Regions from separate parts of the Sus scrofa genome. Here all the other regions are linked to region 2. Evidence: chromatin contacts called from public Hi-C and HiChIP or PLAC-seq data. All regions are on one chromosome and are shown on one strand. Each heading gives the region's core, a stretch centred on a gene start, on an enhancer-like site or on the middle of the called end of the contact. The rest is flanking DNA. Distances are from core to core; before and after follow the strand shown. Region 1 holds the start of C13H3orf58 (deleted in autism protein 1). Region 2 holds the start of U2SURP (U2 snRNP-associated SURP motif-containing protein). Region 3 holds the start of GK5 (putative glycerol kinase 5).

Evidence for each region. A called contact is a pair of places that touch in the nucleus more often than the background predicts. HiChIP or PLAC-seq counts read pairs in DNA pulled down with a chosen protein or histone mark.
Region 1: a Hi-C map of heart right ventricle shows a contact between it and region 2, with 4 times the contacts expected there. The contact joins the promoter of C13H3orf58 here to the promoter of U2SURP in region 2. A contact is called at or near these places in 1 of 47 Hi-C or Micro-C datasets (heart right ventricle) and 1 of 2 datasets of contacts at active chromatin or transcription factors (alveolar macrophages).
Region 3: an H3K27ac HiChIP or PLAC-seq map of alveolar macrophages shows a contact between it and region 2. The contact joins the promoter of GK5 here to the promoter of U2SURP in region 2. A contact is called at or near these places in 1 of 5 promoter capture datasets (liver) and 1 of 2 datasets of contacts at active chromatin or transcription factors (alveolar macrophages).

The regions. Positions count from the first base shown.
Region 1 is chr13:84,632,959-84,636,400 of Sscrofa11.1, reverse strand. C13H3orf58 (deleted in autism protein 1) reads right to left here and starts at 1,685. Exons shown (of 3, transcript XM_013982111.2): 1 at 769-1,685. The coding sequence starts at 1,425. The region is part of intron 1 of SLC9A9 (sodium/hydrogen exchanger 9); the gene reads left to right.
Region 2 is chr13:83,703,191-83,706,610 of Sscrofa11.1, reverse strand. It overlaps U2SURP (U2 snRNP-associated SURP motif-containing protein), which reads right to left and starts at 2,110. Exons shown (of 28, transcript XM_013982108.2): 1 at 1,956-2,110. The coding sequence starts at 2,000.
Region 3 is chr13:83,033,053-83,036,919 of Sscrofa11.1, reverse strand. It overlaps GK5 (putative glycerol kinase 5), which reads left to right and starts at 1,331. Exons shown (of 16, transcript XM_003483257.4): 1 at 1,331-1,633. The coding sequence starts at 1,472.

The sequences.
Region 1 (3,442 bases), core at 436-2,935, 930 kb before region 2:
TTCCAGCCCTGGCCTAACATTTCGTCTCCTCCTGCAGTCAAATTACCAGATGAACAGAGCAGGTCACAGGATCAGGATGAAAATGCCCGATTTGGCCTTAAACCCTCGCAGCCCCAAGTCCAACGACGCCTTACTTTTTTTTCTCTTTCTAATCTAACACCTAAAGCAGGCCTCAGGGATTAGCCCCATCCGGACCACAGTTTCCATACTCTAACCTCATCCTCCCGAGTTTGTCCCCAAATCTGCCACCCCAAATGATTCGCCAGGTGAATGAGCTAAGGGATAAAACAAAGAGACTTTGGGGCCGAAGTTAAGCCAGTCACGAGGGGTACTAAAGGGGAAAGCAAAGCGGTATAGAAACACTTAAGAACTAAGGTCTTCCTAAACAGACTGCGCCGAGGAAGTGCAAGCCCGGCGAGCAAAGCAGAAAGGCAAGGAGGAGAGCCGAAGGAAACTCGCCGGAGAGACATTTTGGGAGCGTACCAGACCAAACGCGCTCCCTCTGGCGTTGAAAGATCCGCAATCAGAACCGAGATGCGCCCGCGTCTAGGTGACAAGAGCAAGCCTCGCCACCAGCTGGGTCGCCCTCCACGATCCCGCACCGCGCCCGGGGGTCCCCAGCGCCGTTCCTTTCCCAAGCCCGCCGCCTGGCCCCCCGGGGGCCAGGTCCTGACAGGAGGACCGGTGCGGGCGGGGCCGCTGCTCCCGACTCCCGTAACCTGGGTGGCCCTCCGGGCAGGATGCCCCCCTCCGGGGTTTCGTGCCTACCTGTAGCACCAGCGGCTCGGGGTTGAAGGCCAGGGTCAACAGCAGCTGCATACGCTCCGAGTCCTTGAGGTTGCGAAGCAGGAAACTGCCCGAGTCCTTGGTCTCGGCGTATCGGCGCACCAGGCGGTCGAGCAGACGCTGCGAGGGGCAGTGCACCAGGTCGGACCAGCCCTCCACCGCCTCGGGCGTGAGCAGCCGCACGTCGCCGTTGAGGCGCGCGAACTCGGTGCGGGGCATGGCCTGGAGCAGGTCGCAGCGGGGCCGGCCGGTGGCCCGCTTGCAGATGCTCTGGTCGAGCTGCGCCAGCTCGCGCTGCGAGCCAAGGCGCTTGAGCACCACTCGGCGGCGGCCGCCCTCGCGGGGCTCGCCGTACTGCGCGAAGTAGACGTTCTTCACGTTAAGGAAGTCCAGCAGGCGCAGGCGGCCCCACGCCTCGAACACCACCTGCCCGTTGAGGAAGCGGCGGCACCAGCTCGTACCGAAGCACGCCGGGCACTTATTGAGCTGGAGGAAGCGCCGGTCGGCCAGTTCGTTCCGCTGCCAGGAGGCGAGCAGCGACGGCGAGTGCAGCACCATCAGCACCAACAGGCTGCCCAGCGCCGCCAGCTTCAGCGAGCGGGACAGGCGGCCCAGCTTCGGGGGCACCAGGCGCCACATCCCGCCCGCCGCCCGTCCCCCGCACCCGGAGGGCGAGGGCACCCCCGGGGCGCCCCCGCCGCGCCGAAACCCGGGGAGCGACCGGCAGGGGGCCCCCGGGCGAGTGAAGGAGCGAGGGCGCGGGCTGGGGCGGGAAGCGGAGTAGGTGTGTAAGAGAGACGGGGAGCTGGAAGGAACCGACCGGAGCAGGCTGCGACTTCTCCCAGTCACTAGTCTCCACAACTCTCGAGCTCCCTCCTCCGAGCTCCCCGCCCTCCGACTCCGGCAGCGCCTCCTCCTAGCCAGTCAAGTTATACAGCAGCGGGAGGCGGAGGGAGCGCGGGGACCCAACGCCCGCGCGCCCGCGTCCGCCCGTGTGCGCGCACGCGTATAGCTAGCTTGGGGCGCGAGAGCTGCGGCGGCGGCGTCCGCCTCCTGAGCGAGCGGGGTGTCTGAGAAGAGGGAAGCAGGGACTCACGGAAGGGGAAGAGAAGCTGGAATGTCAAACATCGAAAAGTAGCAACTGTGTAGGAAGGTGGGAAGGATGAGGTGCTCGCGCGTCCCTGACGCCACACGCCCCAGTTCTTGCGCGCCGACTCCCCGGAGGGAGGGCGAGGGGGCTGGGGGCGGGGCTGGAGGGGCGGAGCGAGCGTGTGGCGTACCGCCCGGAAAGCGTAATCGCGGGCTCTTGGGGGTGGCTTTGGGGGCCCACTCCGAGGGGCGGGGCTCGAGCTTCTAGAGGCAGGGTAAACTCGCGAGCTCCTGTGGAGAAATGACTTTTAGTAATAGTTGCTTTTTTATGATCGTTGACTTTGTTGGGGGCTGTCTTTTGTCATTGTGGAAAGCGTCTTCTAAGTCGGAAAAAAAAAAACTGCGGAACCCTAGTGCAATCCTTCGCCTCCGCAGGGCACCCGCAAGGCGCCCGCAGGGTGTAGGCGGAGTGGGCGGGGCGTCGTGTTCACTGCGCCTTATAGGGGTGGGGCGCGCGCCTGGGGGCGGGATGAGGCGAGGCCAGGGAGGGATTTCTTGTCTTTGGGCCCGCGCGCCTCCGCTTGGGGGCGGGCCTGCAGAGAGGAGGTGGAAGGGCGCGAGGTGTGGCTGGATTGTTTGAGGGGAGATGCTTCACCTTTGGCGTCAGCTACTTCTGTGGAGGCATTTTAAAGTATCCTGAGTGGGCACGGAGAAAACGAAGTCCGCCACACACCATGATAAAAAGGGGAAAGTAGGCTGAAGAGGGAACTGACGCGGCCTGGTGTCACTTTGAGTTGTGCCAAACACTGCCTAGATGAGGAAACGAGCGGTTGGCTAGTCTTTCCCAGCCCGGCGCCGAAGCCTTTTTTTTTTTTTTTCTTCTTCCCCAAGGATGTTGGCGTCCTCGCGCCTGCCTACCGTGAGGGTCTCCGGCGTGCGGCTATGCGCCCCGCCCTTCCCCCCACGCTCGGGCCTGCCCCGCGGGCCACGCCGCGTCGCTGTGGCGGTACCCTTGGGGACCCGGGGCAGCCTGTGCTCCACACCGGCACCTTGGCTCAAGTTCGCGCCACGACTACAAAAATAGCTCGGAAATGCGGAACTACAGCGCCTCGTTTTGGTAGAAGTTTTAGGGGACCCAGACTCCACAGTAGCTGGGACATGTAATTTTAATGCTGTTTAGTTTTTGCGCTGGAATAATTAAAATGAGTAGTTTTTCTGTTGGATAAGTGATTCCTGATACAGTATTAAATATCTGAGTTTTAACTGAGTTAATGATAGCGATTGAATGATGACTTTTAGAAGACCAATGAACTGGCCTGCATGAATGAACTCAAGAGTAGCTAAATGAGAAACATCTATATATTGGATTATTAAATTGACTTCTATTGTTCTCAACACCTGTTTGTAAAAGGCAGAGCCATTCTCTTGAGAAGTACTGTTGAAGTCAGTATTTTGACCTTCGTGATATAAGAATTCAAACTTTGAAAAAAGAAAACCTTTATACAATTTAAGGTGTTCAACACAGAAGTGACTTTTATATGATGTTAGATTGACGACAAATTGGAAG
Region 2 (3,420 bases), core at 861-3,360:
GACCTAGATTCTAAATCTCAGCATTAGAACTTATCCTGATATTTTGAAAAGTAAATACTTTTCATTTCCTCTAAGAACAAAAGGGAAAAGCAAAGGAACTAAGAGTTATTCACTCATTTAACCTTTACGTCAACCCTGTAGAAAAAGAGATTATATCCACATTACCAACAAGGAAGTTGAGGCTCAAAAGTTTAAGCAATTTGCGACATCATAAATAAAGTACCAAGTCAGAATTTGAATCCAAATCTCGACTTTGTTATCAAAATCCATAATCTCTCCACTACCTCGTGTACCCTCCATATTAATGCAAAAAACCATATCATTTGAGCCCTACTATATTTTACAGACATCGTAGGAAACCTCTTAATCACATCAATTGACGATAATCTAAAGCAATACAAACTGAAAAGATTCCTGGCAGATTCAACAATTTACACTTACCAAAAAAAAAAAAAAAAAAGCCATATACAACCCTGACAAATACTCTTAGAGAAGGCTGAACATATGCTTTAAAATGTTTTCAATGTATCCAAGGCCTCAAATAGGAGATACTAAAGTATTATTTTGAGAAGAAACAAAAATAGTGACGCTTACCGGTGAATTTTATGGATGTGGCTAACTTTGGTAATCGTTCCCTAACAGTAAACAGGGCTGTTTTTCTGATGAGTCTGCTGAGGAAGTGGGCAGAGTGATGTACCCAACTACTCCCCTCCTCATCAAGGGGAAATTAAGTGGGGAGAGGAGAAACAAGGAGTAAACGCAGAACGTAAAGCAGCCAATACTGGCCTTCTATCATAGCCTCCACACAACTAAAGGATTTCTGGTAAATCCATTACTAATTACGAACTAATTATAGACGTCATGCACCAAATGGCATAAAGATTATGATTAGAAACTGAGAAAGCAAGTATATAATAGGTTATATTTCCCAAAACAAACTGCACACACAGAACTAGCCCCGTCTACAGTAAACTTAACTTCCTAGTAACCGACTTGCAATTCATACACACTCTTTAAGATGTGTATTACACAATTTCTTACATCAGCATAGAAAAGCTTAACAACTACTTTGGGCACTATCTACTACTTTTAATATCGTTTTGAAAAAGAAACTCAAAGCAAAAACGATTAAATGACCCGTCCAAGATGGCAACTGGTGCCAGATGCTAATCACAACCTAAAGCTAAACTACTCCCACAGCTCAGTGGTTTCACAATACTTGCACACGATTCCCTGTACACTCAAAAGCAACTTATGAAAGTTCTCCTTTCGGGAGGTGATGAGGACCCCGAGTCCTCGAAAATGAGCCCTCCAAAGAAGCGTTCATTTCATACTTCCCCTTAAGGGAGGTAAGACCACGTGTAGAGCGTAGCATTAACCTTGGTGATGCAGCACCGCAAAGGAGAACTGCTCCCGCCTCTGCATTTCCCACCCCGCGTCCCTCCACTATAGGGCCTCCCCTCACAATCTGCAGCCCTAGAGATTATTTATTCCCTGCAGGACGTGAGGGAAATTGAAGGAGGCCAGAAGCGTACGAGATCCAAACCCCAAAGAACCGAGGAAAGAGAAGTAGACCTTAAGTACCGGGAAGTGATTCCCGCCTCTCCTAGACTCTGTCCCGGAGCTTCAGAGCGCAACAAGCTGAAATACAGAGGCGCGTTTTCCTGGCGTCAGACCTCAGTGTAAATCCCTGACTTCACCCCAGTGGTAAGCGCGGGGCGAACTACTCATGCCACCTGCCCCGGGCCCGCCAGCCTCGAGCCGAATCCAGGCTGGGACCGAGGGGAGATACCAGGCCTCTCAACCTGCGCACCACGGTGCGTCTGCGCCCCGGCCTACCGTCGCGACCGGAACGCGGACTTCCACCCCAATCTCCTCCCGCTGGCCAGAAGTGTCTGTAGTCTCCAGACGACAGTGATAGACTCAATGACTCACGAAGTCCTTTAAGAAATTACCTTTGAACTGGCCTTCTGAGAGCCGCCTGGCGTTTTGTCCGCCATCTTGAGCTTTGCCCCTCCTTCGGCGGCGGCAGCAGCAGCACGGGCGAGTCGAACGCCGAAAGACTGGATCTCAACACAGCCCGCCAGAGGCGCCTGCAAGGCTGAATAGTCGATTGCCGACTATTCAAGGGGAAGTGGCCACGTGACTTCCGGTGTCGGTCTTCTTTTTTTTTTTTTTTTTCCAGCCCTGCCCACTCTGCTGAATATCTGTGGGCGTCTCCCTGGCGGGTTGCTTTCTCCGCCGGAGAATTTAGGGAATCTTGTCCAGGCTTTCAGGGCTGGTTGGAATGCACCCTTTTCTCAGTGCCAGCCCTTGATAGGCGCGAACTAGTTGCACTTGCTGGATGAGTTAGGGAAAGCCTTCTTAAAGAAGAAATGCATGGGTCAGCCGGGAGGAGTTTTTACTTCGACTCAAGTAAACCTGGAGCCAACAGGAGAGTGGGCTGAGGTATGGTGCTCCATGGACAAAGATGGTGTTCCCGCCACCTCTGGCTCTCATCCCCTAGGGGGAAAGGCAAACTTGCGGTCTGTTCAAGTTACTTTAAAATGCAGTGGTGCCGAGAAGCAGAGCAGGGCAGCTTTTGACCCAAGCTGAGATTCCAGCAGTGGGGTTGTTGGATAGTCTGTTTAAGGCGTCTGCAAAATGGGTGCGTGGAGAGAAAGGATGCATGAGAGAAAAATCATAAGCAGACGATAGTCTAAATCTAGCATTCATATAAGTTATTATTTAAAATTTTTTTTATTTCGGAGTAGATTTACAATGTTGTGTTTTGGGTGTACAGCAAAGTGGATTCAGTTACATATATACAGTTGTGTGTCATTTAAGAGACTTATAGGAGTTCCCATCGTGGCTCAGGGGTAACTAACCTGGCTGGGATCCATGAGGAAGCAGGTTTCATCCCTGGCCTCACTCAGTGGGTTAAGGATCCATCCTTGTGGTGAGCTGTGGTGTAGATTGCAGATGCAGCTCAGATCTTGCATTGCTGTGACTGTGGCTTAGACCAGCAGCTGTAGCTCAGATTCTGCCTCTAGCCTGGGAATGTCCATATGCCACACCTGTGGCCCTAAAACAAAAAAAAAAAAAAACAAGATAAAAGAGTTACATTTTACAGTTTGGTATTGCTTTCATTTTTAATCACAAATAGAGGAGAGTAACCATACTTCAGTGCTCTTTTCTTTCTTTTTTCTTTCTTTCTTTCCTTCTTTAATAGGATCTGTATTCAAAGAAGGAAAGCTTGCTTGAGGAGGTCATTCCTGAGCCAAACCAGGCAAAGAAAATGGAAAGAGCTTTCCAGGCAAAGGAAGTACTTGAAACAAAATCCGATGGCATGAATCAATATAGCCCAACTGTGCAGTCACAGTAAGCAGTCACGTTGTATTAGACCAGGTGTAGGGCTGGAGAGGTGGATGGAAGCAAGCT
Region 3 (3,867 bases), core at 82-2,581, 670 kb after region 2:
ATTTTATTTCATTTATTTTTAGGGCTGCATATGGAGGTTCCCAGGCTAGGGGTTGAATCGGAGCTACAATTGCTGGCCTTCACCACAGCCACAGCAAGTCAGGATCCTAGCCGTGACTGTGGCCTATACCACAGCTCACGGCAAATGCTGGATCCTTAACCCACTGAGCCAAGGCAGGGATCCAACCCCAAACCTCATGGTTACTAGTCGGATTCATTTCGCCTACGCTACAACAGGAACTCCAGTATACCACTCTTCACTGTTGAACTTTTTCACAAAAAACGCATATCCATATTACTTTCATAATTTTACAAAAAGGTAATGAATATTTTCAGGTACTGGGTTTTTGGGGGGCTGGAGGTGGAGTGGTGGCTGGAACAGGTCTTGACACCTCCCCACTCCCCACAGATAAGGACTTGGAGCTGGACCACCCCTCAAAAATCCCCTTGGATTCAAAGCTGGTGATCAAAACGGAAGGAAACTCAAAATTACCACATGCGTCCTTCCTGCCCTCTGAGGGGAAGATCTCATGCTTTTGAGGCAGGAAAGGTAAAGGGGCTTTCAGATTCTTGAAAAAGCAATCGTTGGGGTGGAGTTTGACGGTAAAAACAGATGCCTTGCGCTGTGCTCCTTCCTCCGACCAGAGGGCTGCGAAAGGTCTCACTGGTTGAGTGTTATTTCATTTAGCAAGTATTTATTGAGAAGTATTGTGTGTATCTGACCAGGTTTTCTGGGGAGAAGTCTTGGGAAACTCACAGTTTATTAATAAATACCTTTGGCCCAATTTTGTATTTCCTTTTAAGAGTTAAAAGAATAGCAGGCGAAGTTCCCCTAGCGGCTCAGTGGTTAACCAATCTGACTAGCATCCATGAGGACAGAGGTTCAATCCCTGGCCTGACTCAGTGGGTTAAGGATCCGGACTTGCGGTGAGCTGTGATGTAGGTCGCAGGCGCGGCTCCGATCCTGCCGGAGCCTGCGTTGCTGTGGCCTGGGCGGGCAGCTACAGCTACCATTTGACCTACAGCCTGGGAACCTCCATATGCCCGCAGTAGTGGCCATAAAAAGCAAAAACAAACAAAAGAAACGCAGGCACTTCCTGCATGATGCTCGGCATGAGGAGGGAAATCATGAAAATTACCGGCCGGGAAACGCCGAGAGCGGCGGGTGTTTGGAGAACTGGGCCACGTGCGTGAGCTGGGGCTCCAAAGTCCCACCGAAAACACACTCGCCTCTACGCCCCCAGGCGGCCACTCGGCCCGCGCGCGCTCCAGCGAAGGGGCCCTGCGCAGCCGTGACGTCACGGCGTCGGGGCGGGGCCCTCGGCAGGGGCGGGGCCGCTCCCGGAGCTCGCGGAGGGGGCGGGGCGGGCCGGGGGCGGTGGCCCGGTTGGGCGCGCTCCGCTCCTGCGGTGCGAGTGTTTGGAACTAGCCTGCTCGGCTGGCGGCTGCGGTAGAGAGGCGTTCGGGTCGGGATGTCCGAGCTGTCCACCGTTGCAGAGCAGGAACGCCAGGAGCAGAGCGCGCCGGACGGGCGGCGCGCAGGCTTCGTACTGGGGCTGGACGTGGGCAGCTCGGTGATTCGCTGCCACGTCTATGACCGCGCGGCGCGGATCTGCGGTTCCAGCGCGCAGAAGGTGACTGGGGAGCGGGCGTCGGGGCTGCGGGTCAGCGTCGCGCAAGACGCCCGGGATCCGATCGTGGGCGCAGAGAGGGCGGGACCGCCTCATCCGGCCTGGAGGCCGCCACCTGCAGCACCGCCGGCCCTTGGTCTTGATCGGGGCGCCGGGATCGGCCAGGTCACCGCATTCCCTCCTGGGTCAGACTGAAACCCGTGCGCCTTTCCTGTCCCGGCTGAGGACCCTAGGGGCCCGCTTTGTCACCCGGGGCCGCTCACTAGCTTCCTCTCACCTGGGGATTCGCCCCTCTGGCCTTACCTGGGTGAGAATGCGGTGACTCCCGGGGCTGGGCAGGGTAGGGCGGACTGCGCATATCTAGCCAGAGGGTACTTTGTGATTTGCTTGGTTTTTCCTGCACTTCCTTGGTAGACCTCCAACACTGTCTTTATTTACATTTAAAATTTTCAGATCTTGATGGGATTTGACTTTATGTCCGTTCTTCATTTGCCATTATTAACTGTTTCCCAAAGTGCTGAGCAGCTCATTTCCATGGATACGGGAAGTTATTTACTCTTCTGTCCAATACCAACTTCTTTTTATATTAGCAGTGTTAGGGCGAGCAGGAGCTATTACCTAACCCATTCCCAGCAGCACAGAGCTCCCCTTTTGCTGGATTCCCACCCTTCTTCCCACCCCCTTTAGAAGCGGTTTTCTGCCTTAGCAGTTGCCCAGGAGCAGGTCCAGTCAAAACAGTTCTTTGAGCGCTCGTGTTGAGGACTTCCTCATGCTGGTGTCAGAACCGGGACAGGGAGCTGGGACTAGAGCAGCTCCCTGGTCCTTTCTGCGTCCACCTGTGCAGGAAAGGGTGAGTACTGCCCACTCACCCCTACCCCCACCTGAAAGGAGAGACAAAAGGCAGACTCTGTCCTTAGAAACTATGTGCTCCTTATCTTTTTGAGTCTTTATCAGAACACGGTGATACTTTTCACAAGTCTCCCTTATAATTCTGGACACAAAGTACTTTTGTGTTTAGGCAGAGTTTTTTTGTTTGTTTGTTTGTTTGTTTTTTGCTTTTTTAAGGAGTTGGAGTATTTGGAATCAGTATTTGGATACAGAATTTCTGTTAGAAGAAATTTGTTAGAAGAAAACAAAGTTTCATAGTTGCTGTATAGTTTGGGGGAATCATTCTATTTTTTTCTTCTTTCTTTCAAGAAATTAGGTAAGGATTTCAAAGGTAAATCAAGATTGCTGTGAGTAGCAGGAGACTAGAGTGGTTTGCTCAGGCTGAACTGTGGAGGTGTCTGGAAGGATATGTGAGTAAATGAAAATACAGAAAATCCCTGCCCTTGAGGGCTGAAGCTCTGTATCTTAAGTAGTTGACAGCAGTGCCTCTCAAACTGTGATAGGAATTGACAAGCAGTGCTTCTTAAAGTGTGGTTCCTAGGGTGCTGGGGTTGAGATAGAGAAACTAAAATTTAGAAACTCGTGTAGCAGCTTGGCAGTATAATTTTATGTCTGTTGACCTTAATAATAAAATATTTGGGATTTTATTTTGTCATTTTTTTTCCCTAGAAAAGTGTTTCCGTTGTGCCTTAAAAATTGTTGGTCCACAATAATTAGAAATCAGAAAAAAAAAATACAAAAACAAACAACAACTGCTCCTTTACTTCAAATAACTTGAGTTCTTTGGGAAAAAGGGTCTCGGCCTACATTGTTTCCTATTACCTGGCTTATTACTTCATAGGTATAAATAATTTAATTGCATCTAATCAAAGTATTAGATATTCATTTTGCTCCATGGGACTCTATGGATTAGACAAAGAACTTGTTTTTATTTTTTCAAGTGAAAAATCATACCTCTTGGAGTTTCCATTGGGGCTTAGTGGGTTATGAACCCAATCTGACATAGAGTCCATGAGCATGCAGTTTCAATTCCTGGCCTTGCTTAGTGGCTTAAGGATCTGCTTGCTGTTCCTACAAGTTGTGTTGTGGGTTGCAGATGTGGCTTGGATCTGACGTTGCTGTGACTGTGGTGCAGGTCTGCAGCTCCACTTCTCATTCAACCCCTGGCCCCTTCCATATATTGCAGGTTCGGCCACAAAAAAAAAAAAAAAAAAAAATCACACCTCTGCTAATATTATGTTGGAAAGAATATGTAATAGAAAGCCAGACCTCTTAGTACAGGATTTGATTGATAGCACCAAATAAATATCTTCAAAAAAGGTTTTTAACAAAGGGAGTTCCCACTGTGG